Linked DNA regions of Sus scrofa: regions 2 and 3 are each linked to region 1. A link is a contact called in public HiChIP or PLAC-seq data. All regions are on one chromosome and are shown on one strand. Each heading gives the region's core, a stretch centred on a gene start, on an enhancer-like site or on the middle of the called end of the contact. The rest is flanking DNA. Distances are from core to core; before and after follow the strand shown.

Evidence for each region. HiChIP or PLAC-seq counts read pairs in DNA pulled down with a chosen protein or histone mark.
Region 2: an H3K27ac HiChIP or PLAC-seq map of alveolar macrophages shows a contact between it and region 1. The contact joins two enhancer-like sites. A contact is called at or near these places in 7 of 47 Hi-C or Micro-C datasets (alveolar macrophages, embryonic fibroblasts, epiblast stem cells and 2 more) and 2 of 2 datasets of contacts at active chromatin or transcription factors (alveolar macrophages and skeletal muscle).
Region 3: an H3K27ac HiChIP or PLAC-seq map of alveolar macrophages shows a contact between it and region 1. The contact joins two enhancer-like sites. A contact is called at or near these places in 1 of 5 promoter capture datasets (fetal liver), 25 of 47 Hi-C or Micro-C datasets (adipose tissue, alveolar macrophages, blood and 13 more) and 1 of 2 datasets of contacts at active chromatin or transcription factors (alveolar macrophages).

Annotation. Positions count from the first base shown.
Region 1 is chr12:46,685,289-46,689,749 of Sscrofa11.1, reverse strand. No RefSeq gene overlaps it. Among named protein-coding and RNA genes, the nearest start is that of BHLHA9, 44 kb to the right of the region's middle. Within about 2 kb of position 2,894, at least 14 of the 83 cell types and tissues checked have an H3K27ac peak or open chromatin away from gene starts, as enhancers often do. A contact at or near this core is called in alveolar macrophages, where this site is marked.
Region 2 is chr12:46,777,219-46,781,422 of Sscrofa11.1, reverse strand. It overlaps a transcript of ABR not described here. Among named protein-coding and RNA genes, the nearest start is that of ABR, 33 kb to the left of the region's middle. Within about 2 kb of position 1,917, at least 13 of the 83 cell types and tissues checked have an H3K27ac peak or open chromatin away from gene starts, as enhancers often do. A contact at or near this core is called in alveolar macrophages, where this site is marked.
Region 3 is chr12:46,798,994-46,803,285 of Sscrofa11.1, reverse strand. It overlaps a transcript of ABR not described here. Among named protein-coding and RNA genes, the nearest start is that of ABR, 11 kb to the left of the region's middle. Within about 2 kb of position 2,370, at least 14 of the 83 cell types and tissues checked have an H3K27ac peak or open chromatin away from gene starts, as enhancers often do. A contact at or near this core is called in alveolar macrophages, where this site is marked.

The sequences.
Region 1 (4,461 bases), core at 1,645-4,144:
GGAACTCCTATAAATCTCTTTCGAATTTGTAGATTCTCCTTCCGTGTCCCTGGAACCCCCGCCTTTGTACATCCCTGTGATTAAAGCAATAGAGATAGTTTGTCCTGTAGTGTTTCCTGCAATCTGTATTTTGCTGATGGGAACCTTGTGCTGTCCTCTCACAGATCCCTCCTGTGAACTGATGGTTGGATCTAGAATCTTGGTCAGATTGCAGTGGGGAGAGGGGGAGACTGCCGTGTAGGTGGAGCTGTGGTCTTCTCTCAGATGGCAATCATGTCACTGCATCTTCCTGTGATGCTGGCAACCATTCATGAAGACTGTGAATGGTGTTACGCTGTCATTCCTTCTCCATTTAGCTGGAAAGTGTCTGTAAAGAGAAAGTTCCCCTCACCACCTATTGGTTTACCCAGAAGTACAGTTCATGTAGGACACCCATGATGAATGCTTGATTCTTTGCCATTATTTCCAATTTTTAAAAAGAATGAGTTGGTTCCACTAGTGTCCTTGAAAGGTAACCAAGGAGGTTTTTCTTTTGTTTTGTTTTTAGTATAATAATAAATATAGGGATTTAAGCGTATTTATGCATTTTGTTCACTGTAGTTACTATCCTTCTGGAGGTTCAAATCGTCCCATCTTTGGTCAGGGGGAGCTTCTTCAAATTGACTTCGGAGGGCTTCTGACATCACTCTAGCAGGTAGTTCTGTTGCCTTCTTGTTTGCTAAGATATTTCAGGCTTATCTCATCATTTCCCATCCCAGACATAAAATTAACTATTTCTCCAAAGAGCTCTGGTTCTTTTCAGTGGGCAGAGGCATTTGGAGGCCTCAGTCAAGGTATTCGAGGTGTTTATCGCTATTGGGCTGGTCATTATTTATGGATCTTTTCAGGGGGAAGGTAGGAAATATATATATATATATATTTAAACTATGTCATAAATTTATACTTAGTTTTCCAATTAATGTTCAGGATGACAGAATTTTACTCTCAAAGATCTCTTTTTTCCTCCTCAAAAAAGAGCCCCTGTTCCCAATAATACTAATTTGATTACTCTTCCAACAGCCTTCCGGGATTGGTCGTTAATTTGTATGCCATCTGTGCCCAGGGACCATGCCAATCTTCTCCATATCGTTCTAAATTTAGTATCATATGCTGCCAAAGTGAGAACAAACTTTACAATCTTTACCAAACTGAAAGGTGAAAAAACGGTTTCTCATTCTAGTTTTATTCTGCATTTCTTTGGTGATTAAGGAAGCTGAGGGGTGTATTTTTCCAACACCGGCAAGTCCCTGGTTTAAGTTTCTTCCCCTAAATTGTTGGTATTCTCCTGAACTTCAGCCATCTGCTTAGTATTTTTTTTTCCCCAATTAACAAACCACCACACTATTTTTTAATTGAATATATTTTGGTTACCAAGCCCCCTCTTAGGTAGTCATATACAAGCAAGATAAACATGAACAGATTTGGTGTCTACGTATATAATTCCCCAGTGAATACTGACATACATGCGTTAAGAAGTGGGGAGTTCCTGTCGTGGCTCAGTGGTTAAGAAACCCGACTAGCAACCATGAGGACACAGGTTCGATTCCTGGCCTCGCTCACTGGGTTAAGGATCCGGCGCTGCCATGAGCTGTGGTGTATGTCGCAGACATGGCTCGGATCCCGCGTTGTGTGGCTCTAGCGTAGCCGGCGGCTATAGCTCCGTTTCGACCCTAGCCTGGGAACCTCCATATGCCGCCGGTGTATCCCTAAAAGACAAAAAAAAAAAAAAAAAAAAAAGTGGGTACCACCTGAAGTCATGTCACGGACCACCCACCTGTGGCGGGTTCTGGGAATCACTGCCCCACTGGCTCTGGCATCCTGTGATGGAAACGGAACGAGAGATGTCGGTCACGGCCCCACGCGCATGTATCTTTCATGAGAAAGACCATATTCCGAGAAAAGCCAGACCAAATGCCCGCCCTCACTCGTGCTGGAGGCAGCCGCATCCTAGTAATGCGTGCTCTACCACTTGATGTGGAAAAGAGGACCTAGCGCTTGATGCTACTGGGAGCCAGCTGGGGAACCACGCTGCCCTCCAGCCCTCGGTCTCCCCAGCCTAAAACGAGTAGAAATCCCTTCCAGGGTTGAAGGCAAGGTTTTGGAACCCCTTCCACCTCCATGCCCTGACAGTTCCTGGTTTAGAAGCGAGAACCCGCTCCTGGAGCCATCCACGCACTCCCATCTGAGTTCTAATCCGCCCCAGCAGGCCTCTCTCTGGGGTCACAAGAGGGGGAACACCTGAGCCGCTCACCAGCTCCTAAGCACAGGAAGCCCTGGAGGGCAGCCCGAGAGGTAAAGCAGCCCGTCTAGACCCTGGAGGAGCTGAGGGCAGGGCAGGCGGTGTGATCGTCACCCGCCTTCAGGGAAGCACACAGTTTCGGTGTTTCTAAGAGTGAGAGGAAGAAGGGAAAAGAGTGAAGGAGAAAGAGCAAGTCAATTAACGCAACGTCTGGGGGGAGGGGTGATGGGGTTGCGGGGGAGGGGGGGAGCGATCTCCAGCCCGAGAACCCGGGGGTACACAGACGTGAGCTTCTCTCACAGAGCAAAGGCTTAAAAACAGCACCCCAAACAAACAAACAAAGTGCCTTGAGGTCTTTTGTTACCCAGACAGGGCCCTGGACTCACTCAACAAGGTATGTCTTGCTAAGAAAACACCACCACCTGAAACGAACGTAATATTGTGTGTCCACTAGATGCCAGGTGAAAAGGGGGCAGGAAAAATGACACATCGTTCAGCAGCAGGTGTCCCTCTATTGGGGCAGCAGCAGAGTTACCAACGATGGTGTCTTCTGTGGAGACGGCCAGGCAGCTCGGGGGGTGCAAACTGCACTTAATCTGCAGGGACAGTCACAGTGAGTGACTGTGGGGGGTGCCACTTAGAAGAGCAACGGATAGCCGGGTGGGGTGTGCCGCTTCCTGAGACAGTTACAGGTGCGGAGAAAACCCTAAATCGCCCAGGTCGGTGGGTCAGGTTACCTGCTTGGGGCCTTAAGTTCAATTCCAAACGGTCATGGTGGGGCCGCCCAAGAATCCCGTGATCAACCAATGCCCATGAGCCCTTCCAGATGCCACACCCACTGAAAAATACCGCCCCAAAGGAAGTTTCTTGTCAGCAGAACCCAGAGAACTATTGCAACATTTACCTTTTTTTTCTAACTTAAAAAAAAAAAAAAAAATCTCTGGTCACTTCCTTGTAGCAGGTGGTGTGTGTGTGTGGTGTGTGATATCTAGAGAGACAACTTCCTTTCAGCCCTCTTCCCAACTGCTGAATCCTGGACCATGTTTGACTATTTCCCTGGGATTTTTTTTTTTTTTCCTGCCATGGGTTATTCTCCTTTGAGACCCCCACAGCCCCCAGAGTCAGCATGAAAGACTCAAGGAGCATTAAGACATTACATCTTCCAATATTTTCCCGCCCTGCCGACATAGTGACTGAGGTTCCTTAAGCTAGATCAGGCTTTATGTTCTGTCTACATCAGGAAGTTTATTCTGTAAAGAGCCAGGCAGTGAATATTTTAGGTGTTGTGGGCCATACAGTCTCTGTCCTGGCTACTTAAGCATCTGCTTAGAGCTAGAAAGCAGCCATAGATAATGTGTAAATGGATGAGCACAGGTGTGTTCCAATAAAGCTTTATTTACAAAAGCAGGAGCCAGATTTGGCCTGATGGCCAGAGGTTGCCACCCTTTGTTCTGTACTTACAGGGAAGGGCAGTGGGATGGAGTAGGGAGAGCTGATATTTGCAGTGTATTTACCACATACCATGTATGAAGATGCACTGTGCTAGTATCTTCATGCATAGTATTTCATTGGATCCTTACAAAAATCACTGTGTGGAAGGTACAGTCAATATTCCTATTTTATAGCTGAGGAAACCGAAGCTCAGAGAGGTTAAGTAACTTGACATTGCTGGGCTGATGTTAGCAGGATCGGATCTCAGCCATGTGAGCTTCTGAGGTCTATGCTCCTTCTACAGAAACAAAGATATGTAGAATGCTGGAGGCTCACCAAATCCAACATCCTCATTTCATAGAGGAAATGAGACTAATAGGGGGAGGTCAGATTGAGACAAACTTTTCCTCTTTCTCCAGTTTATACACGGATCGCCCTAATGCCATTACCTGGGGCATAGCAACTCCCCTCCTGAATACGGAGCCTTCAGGAAGGACTCTCACTCCCTCAGGACAGACACCAACCTCCCTCTTCGCATGCTTTCCATCCTCCTGCCCTTACCCTCTGCGAAACATCCAGTAACACATCACAGAAACAGCTATAACAACTTACTCTCACTGGAAGACTGATATTTCCTGTAGCGTTGACTATGGAAGCCTGGGTTAGCTGGACAACTTTATGTTGCAAGTAACATAAAATCCAACCTGAATTGGCTTTAAAAAATAAAGGTAAATACAGTTCAGAGATGGGGC
Region 2 (4,204 bases), core at 668-3,167, 93 kb before region 1:
GTTGTGTGGGTAGCACATGGGTGACCTAAGCACAGAAAGAGGCACAAGAGAATGGCTCCCCAACACATGCAACTGTGCTCCCTCGTTTCCCACCTGCTCCTTCGGGGCCCCTGTCCACTCTCAGCCCTAGATCCCAGCTCCTTTCTGGGAGCCTGGGGCCCTTCAACCGGTTAGGCAAGCACTCCAGGTACAAGGCCTGCAGCAATAGCCTCCACAGCTCCACACCAGAGGGGGAGAGCATCCAGCCTCCTGAGAAACATAAAGGGAGGGGCCCTCACGCAAAGGGCCGCAAATACAGAGGGCACAGTCACCAACACAAAGCAGCTCACAAGTGCAGCCATGAGCCTTCCCTCCCATTGCCAGTATACTGGTGTGTGTGTGTGCTCATGCACACATGGGCATGTATGGGAATGCACACACACACTCCTCCTGGTACGCCATACAAGCTAACTCACTGTCATCTTTCTAGAAGATACAAGCAGAGATAGTAGAACACTTTGGTTAAGGACTTAAGCTCTAGAGCCAGACTGCCTGGGCTTGAATCCCCAGCTCTACCTCTTACCGGCTGTGTGACCCTGAGCCAGTCACTCAACCTCTCTGTGCCTCTGTTTCATTTTCAAAATGGAAAAATAGCAACCAAGCTCCCAGGGTTTCTGGGAGCATGAAGAGTAAATACATGTAATATATGCACTCAGAAGAGTGATGGTACCATCTGAGTATTAACTCTCGTTACTGTGCCTCATAAGCTCAGCAAGTCAGGGCTTATGACACTCAGGCTCTCCCTACACCCCAGGTCTCCTCTGGTTCTACCTATTACCAGGACCAGCTCATCAGAGCCTCCCGCCTCCTCTGCTGAGAACTCAACTGACAATTGGTGCTTACCCCTAGGGGGCCCCAGGCAGAAATCCCAGATTGTTTCTGTACCAGGTCTGAGCTTTGTCAATGCCCAGACCTCACCAACTGCTTCCCGGGTTTTCCTCTGTCCGCAGGTGACGCCCACATCGCTCATTCTTTCCGTTCAGAAATCAGAAATAGCTCTAGTCAACCACTCCCCCACAGAGAAACTGTGTTTTTCTCTGGGGAGAGAGACTGTCAAGATTTTTCCACTAGAAGATGTACAGTGTGTTTCTTTACTGGACAACCTAAGAATTCCTGTTTCTAGGGGCATCTAGTATCCAAAGGCACACAGGACACGAAGCCCAGAGCCTTAGGTTTAACCCTTTGGGCAGGTCACTTAGACCCTCTTGGTCCCAGGGCTTGCTCCCCTGCAGAACGGGGCCAGCCTCCCCTACTCCCAGTGTGGAGGTGAGCTGAGAAAGTGATGGGGCCGTGTCCAGGGCGGTGCCCAGTACACAGAACATGCTCACTGTGGCTAGACTGTGGACTCTCTACCTCCTTTCCCATTGCAAGCAAAATGTGAGAGGAATGATCTGAACAGTGCTGGCATGGTTAAGCAGCTGTTATCTTCAGCAAGGATGAGCTCTGTCAGGTGGTTTAGGAAAAAAACAAAAAAAACCAAAAACAAAACTCATGCAGCCTGGACAGGTTTTACTGGCTTGAATTCAGAGCAGCTCTCTGTTCTGGGTGACAGGTTGCATCCTCGTTCCTTCCCTTCCCCCAGGATCTGGTTTACTTGGTCAAATCACCCACGGCCCCCAGAACGAGGCAGGAGGGAGCCAACTGTGGCTTCTGTCACACATGCCCAGCCTGGTCGGTGCCCACATGGTTTTTGAAGCAGCTGCCCATCATGCCCACCTGAGCAGATGACACATCTCCCCGTGGAAGGGCTGGGAATACAGACCCCGTGTGCCTATCACAAGACAGCCTCACAAGGCGAGAAAACCACACCCTGAGACTAACTCATCCTTCTCACTGGTTTGAAGCCTAGTGGTCACCATAGCAACAGGCTCCCGCTCCAGCCTGCCAGGCGGGGCTGATGCAATTCTCAGGCAGTGAGCAACTCAACTCGGCTCACACCGCTCTGCTCCCACTCAGGGGTGGGTGAGTGGGGAGAACAACTGAGGAGGGAGGAGAAGGGCACTCACCCTACAGCGATCTCTGCTCTCCCCGAGTCCTGCTCTTAGCGATCTAAGGAAGGTGGCCCTGAAAGGAGACCTCCTGGGTCCCTAAAAAGTATGGTGTCACTGCAGTGGCTGCCACTACTGGAAGATTCACCTCCAAAGACTTAGGAGAGCTGGAGGGGGCAGGGCCAGACTGTACCATGGGCCTCTCCACTACCACGTGGCCCCCTTCTCCCCTTCTGAGTCAGCACCCCACCAGCTAAGCACCCCCATGTCCCCCTGCCCACAGGCAGCCCCACCCTGCAAACTCGACAGGTACAACTAACTTCACTGTTCTCTGCTCGACTGTGTTCCTGCCTGAACTGCACTAAAGCACCCATACACCCGGAACTCCCTGCAAACTAGAATGTCCCCAAGGTACACGGACCCCCATCCTCCCAGATCTCCACCCCACTCTGCAAGGGTCTCTGGCTGCCCTGGGGAGTCTTATTCGCCGGCTGGAGTCGATGTGAGACAACAGTCCTATGCCAAGAACATACCAGCCAAGGGCCTCAACCTCTTAAAGCACACAGGTCCCCCAAACAGAAGGAACAAGCCCCCAGAAAGGAGGGGGGGCCAGGTCACCCACTCACCACCCACACACACACCCACACACCCATACCCACGCACACACACACACACTAAGAAAACAGGGGAGGAAGCCACATTAGGGTAAGAGCCTGGTGATGCCAGCGGCCCTCTCTAGCCTCCCAGTGCCTACCCATGGATGCAGGCTCTCCCTCCCAAGGCCGCCGTCCTGGTGAAGATGCCTCTAGTGCCAAGAATGCTCCCCCTCCTGCAGGCCTGCTCCCTTCCGTCCCAGCAGCCACCTCCCGCCCTATGCTTTCCCCCACCCCCTCCCGCATCGAGGGCATCCACCCAATCAGGAGCTGGGCCTTGGCACAAACAGGTCCTGCTCTGGGACCTTGCACCCTGCACTGGGAGGAGATGTGCAGGCGTGCAGGTGGGGAGGGAAAGCATGTCTCCATAGCACCTTCCTGCGAGTGCCCTCGGGGGCCGGTCACATCGGGGCCCGCCCAGTGGTCACCCTGACAGATGGGCAAAGTGATTAACTCCAGGGGCCACTTGGGAGATGGCGCTCAGCTGTGGGATGTCCCCTTAACACTTCCGGTGGGAGCCTCCAGGACTGCCGAGAGCAGATGGGCAGAGACGGCAAACTGTTAGAGATGGAGGTAAATAGATCAATGAAAGTTCAGAAATAAACACATCTCTCTATGGCCGACTGATTTTTGAAAAGGGTGCCAAGACCATGCAATAGCTTTTTCAACGAATGGTGCTGAGACAACTGGAAATCCACCCACAAAAGAATAAGGCTGGACCCTTACTTCACACCACATACAATTCTTTTTTTGGCCACATACACATCATGCAGAAGTTCCCAGACCAGGGATCAAACCCAAGCCACAGCTGTAAACAGAGCCACAGCAGTGGCAACGCTGGATCCTTAACTGACTGAGCCGCGAGAAAACTCTGCCATATACAAAAATTAACTCAAAATGGATTGAAGACCTATAAAACTCTTAGAAGAAAGCAGAAGGTAATGCTCATGACCTTGGATTTGGATAAGATTCTTCCATATGACACCAAAAGCACAAGCAACCAAAGAAAACATAGATAAACTGGATGTCATCAAAATTAAAAACTTTTGTGCCTCAAAGGATACCATCAAGAAGTGAAAAGAGGAGTTCCCGTCATGGTGCAGCAGAAACGATTCCAAGCAGGAACCATGAGGTTGCAGATTCTATCCCTGGCCTCGCTCAGTGGGTTAGGGATCCGGCGTTGCCGTGAGCTGTGGTGTAGGTCGCAGATGCGGCTCGGATCTGGCATTGCTGTGGCTGTGGCGTAGGCCGGCAGCTATAGCTCCGAATAGACCCCTAGCCTGGGAACCTCCATATGCCATGGGTGTGGCCCTAAAAAGACAAAAGACCAAAAAAAAAAAAAAGAAAGAAAGAGAGAAAGTGAAACCCACAGAACCAGGGGTTTGTAGCTAGACTATGTAAAGAAATCTTACAACTCAACAATAAAAAGAGGAGTTCTTGCTGTGGTGCAGTGAGTGGGTTAAGAATTCCACCGCGTCGGCTTGGGTTGCTGTGGAGGTTCGAGTTTGAGCCCAGCTTGGAGCA
Region 3 (4,292 bases), core at 1,121-3,620, 110 kb before region 1:
CCGTGACCGTATCTGCCCTCCCTTCCTGCCCCCTCGCCATCCCAGTACTACCTGGTTCAATTCCATGAACATAGGGTGAACACCCCTGGGTGCCCAGGAGCTGCTGACAGGGCCACGGAGGTGATCAGCTATAAACGTGCCCCACAACTACCTGTGCACACCCCCAAGAGCAAAGGGCTCAGCCTTGGACCGGGGGAGCTTCGTAAGGGAGGAGGCATCTGAGCAGACCTGGCGACACTGCACAGACTCCAGCGTCAGCACGTCCCAAGTTTAAGTTCATCGCTGGCCCCACTGGCTGGTCTTAGGCAAATATGTTACCTCTGTAAGCCTCCGTTTCCTCAACTGTAAAATGATGATCACTGTGCCTACCTCACAGGGTAGTGGGGAGCCTTAAATGAGACACCCCATGAAAAAGGCTCAGGGTGCATCTAAGTAGCTGTGAGGAGGAGGCGGGGTGGGGTGGGGTGGCGGGGGGGGGATGAGAAGGATGACAAGGGTAACGTTTCAACTCTTCCCCCACGTATCTTTGGAGTCTCCTGCCAGCTAGAGTCTGAACCCTCCGTTCAACCTTTTATTAGTACAGTGTTAACACGTACAGACTATACAATTTACACAGCGTTCTGCCTAATGCCATCTCACGGCAGCCTCCTGACAGCTGCATGAGGTCAGGAGGTAGGGAGTTCTCAGTATCTTCCCTTTACAGATGAGCGCACTGGAGCTCAGAGAGGGTGAGCGACATCTCTCAGGGCACACAGCTAAAAAGTGGAAGTGCTGAGATGACACCCAGATCTTCTGCCTCAGGGCCTCTTTCACTGAGCCTCCGGAGAGGGAGTGAGAGGTGTCCGTGGCATGTGGGAGCATGTTTTTCTGTAAGACCATAGTCCTCTTGGAGGAACGTGTGCCCCGCGTGTCAGCGCAGAGATGGCAGGGAGATGGAGGGCAGGGGGGGAACCAGCCCTCATGGCTGAACTGCGCCACCAGAGGGAGCTGTGCTCAGCCTGGGCTTGGGGACAGAGAGGGTCTGCAAGGCAGGGCTCTCCTCCCCCTCCCCAGCCCCCCGCAGTGAGCTGCATGCTGCGGCACCTAAGGCATGAGCAGCAGAGTGAGGCAGGAGGGGCGTGTGCCTGCCAGCACCGCAGAGACCTGGTTTCATCTGGGCTACGCCTGGGAGGATGCATCCAATCCCAGAAAGGAACTTGCAAGAGCAGACACGGTCACTGTCCAGCAGATATTCATCAGACCAGGTCCCTGCAGTGCTCTGGGCTCCCCACTCCTCTAAAAGCTGGTGAGAAGGGTCTCGTGGGCCTTGGTCACCACAGACAGAGGACCCACACTGAGCCGGGCCCAATGCTCTAGGCCTCACCTGAGCATCCTGGTCCATCCTCCCAACAGCCCTTGAGGTGCTCAGTCCTATTTAGAGATGAGGAAACTGAGGCTCAGAGGGGTCATGACACTTGTCCAAAGTCCCACAGCTAGAGAGAGGCATGTGTTCACCTAGCCAAAGCTCATGTTCCTTCCATTCTCTAGGCTACTGGGACAGTAAGACCACGACGGGTAGTTTTATGTGTCAACCTGATGGGGCCGCAGGTGCCCAGATATTCGGCCAAACGTTATCCTGGGTGTGCCTGTCAGGTTGCTTCTGGATGAAATAAACCCTTGAATTAATTGCCTTCCCTAATGGAGATGGGCCTCATCTAACCCCTGAAGACCTGAACAGAACAAACAAGCAGGGTAAGAGGGACTTCCTCCTCTTGGCAGTTGAGCTGGTGCCAGTGGTCTTCTCCAGCCTCAGACACAAAATGAAACACCAGCTCTTCCTGGGGCCCGAGCCTGCTGGCTCTCAGACTGGAACTTCCACCATTGGCTCGGCTGGCTTGTAGGCCTTAGACGCAGACTGGAACTACACCATCAGTGGTCCTGGGTCTCTGGCCTGCTGACTGCAGATCTTGGGACGTCTCATCCTCCATAATCTAGTGAGCCAATTCCTTGTAATAAATGGATCCTTCTCTCTGTGTGCATTCTATTGATTCCGTTTTTTCTGGAGAACCCTAACTCAAAGACCAAAGCTTGCACTTCCAGGAACAAGCTGGCTGCATATTTGAGGGTGGAATGCCTAGCTGCCAAAGGCCAGATATCTGAACATGTAGAACAATCATTTGATTTGGTCCCAAAGTCCCTTTGGATCCCAATGCCCCGATGGGAAGCCTGGAAGGGAGGGGACCTGACTGGTCAAATGAGCAGAGCCAAGTAGCAGAAACCTTGGCTTTCTTTCTTTTCAAAACTGAAACCGGCCCCCAAATGGGAAGAGGTCCGCTCTTCAGCACCCCAGCGTAAACAGCAATACCTGCTGAGTCCACTAGATGGGGCCAGTGACACAGCAAAAAGGGCAGTAATGCGTCTCAGGAGGGAAAGTACTCAGGGCAGTCAGGGGATGCACGGGGCCAGAATCTTCTGGGATCCCCAAAGTTGGATTAATACTCCCCACCTCTTCCTCATATAACTTCCAGCCAATGGTGTAACAATTAATCCTAGGGTTCCCCAGCACTTTGGTCAGCTGTCACTGTAGCACCTCTTGGACTTCAAAGTCCTCAAACCAGTTCTTCCCTTGTGAGTCACCAAGCAAAATGGGCAGCCACGTAGTTAAGCAAGGTCCTGCCCCGAAGGCTCAGAGCCCAAGCAGGTCCTCTCCACGTGTGTGTGAGCCAGGTCACTAGAGAAAGCACCTGGAGTACCTCTCACTGGGGATTCACTGGACAACACTCCAGCGAGGAGCTGTTGTGATGAGGGAAGGACACAGGGCAGGAAGGAAGGAAGGGAGGGGACAAGGAAATGGCTTTTCTCTTCCTTTAGCAAGCGGTTCTAATTTGGCCACGCATTCTCAACTCTCAGCTGGCCCTCCTGGTGCTGTGTTCAGTCCTATAGCGTCTCTTTCTGCACCTGCTCACAAGGGCAATAGCTGGGTCTCCCGGATACTCTCTAAGCCCTGTTGTGGTCAGAGACCCAAAGGCAGAAACAGGAAGCAAGAGTTTTCCTGGGTGGCTCCAGTTCAGGTCCCAGAGTAACCTCCCCTCCATCGGCAGCAAGAATTCTGCCCTGCACATCCAAGATGGCTGTCTGTCCCCTGCCACCCTTCCTTAGGATGACAGGACAACACCCCAGAACGCCGGCTGGGGTGAGGGACCTAAAACTGACCAACACCCTTACCCATCACCTCCATCTCCCACCTGCCCCCGGCCGTCCCTTCCCAAACTTGCACCGTCTGCCAGCTGATAAGCTCTGCCGAGGCCTCTGTTGCCATGGCAACAACGTGGCTTCCCCCATGTGGGAAGCCGGTTGCCAAGGCCCTTGTTGCCAAAGGCTATAACAGCCACCCCGGTGTGTGAAGAGGGGGTGAGAGCTCTGCGTAGGGGTGGAGGGTGGCCAAGGAGGCTGAGAGGGAGGGAAGCAGGGGGTTCTCAAGAAATGGTAGAGTCCAGGCGGCCCCCCGGCTGGAGCAGGGGAGAAACAAGTATCTCAGGGCATCTCAGTGACTGCTCCTCGAGGGCATCAGAGGGAAGAAAGGGGTCCCCTCACAAAACACAACTGGATAAGCCCCTTGACCAAGCAGGACTGAACAATTCAAGCACCCCTCCCCAACCCCACAATGAAGAAATGGTTTTGATTCTTCCCAATTTCAGAAAAACAGCCCCCAGGAATCCCCCTGTCTCACTTGTTCTTGTGTCTCAGACACATGCACAAGCTGGGCCCAAACACAGCTGGTCCCTGTGGCCGGGAAGAGCATCAGTTACAGACTGCACACCTCACACATCTCTATCCCCTGGCCTGTCTCAGCACATCCTCAGTGTTCCTGGGGAAATGCTTCTCTTTGGGGCTGAGCTCTCGTCAGTGGACAAGAGAAGAGCTGGACACCACTGGGGCTCATTCCCTTCCAGAGTCAACAGAGGAGGGCTGGCCGGGCCTGGGGCCCTCAGAGAATGCCATGGAAGCTGCGCACTTCCCCCCACAGCTGGTGCCGAGGCCAGCCTTGGTGTGCTGAGCCAGCACCTGTGCATTTATGGCCCACATGTACAGGTCACAGAGGCAGCCACTGCCTAGCCAGGGCCCAGAGAGGAGAGCCTGCTCCCTGCCCGTGGCCCCATCCTGCTAACGAGGGGCTGAGAGAGAAGGCTGAAGAGGAGGGCAGATGTCCAGGAGTCAGGGGAGCAGACGGCTGGCAGAGCAGTGGCATGTGGGTGGGGGGCTGGTCTGAGAGATCCAGGACGGGCATGAGATGATGGGGGCATGGAGAACGG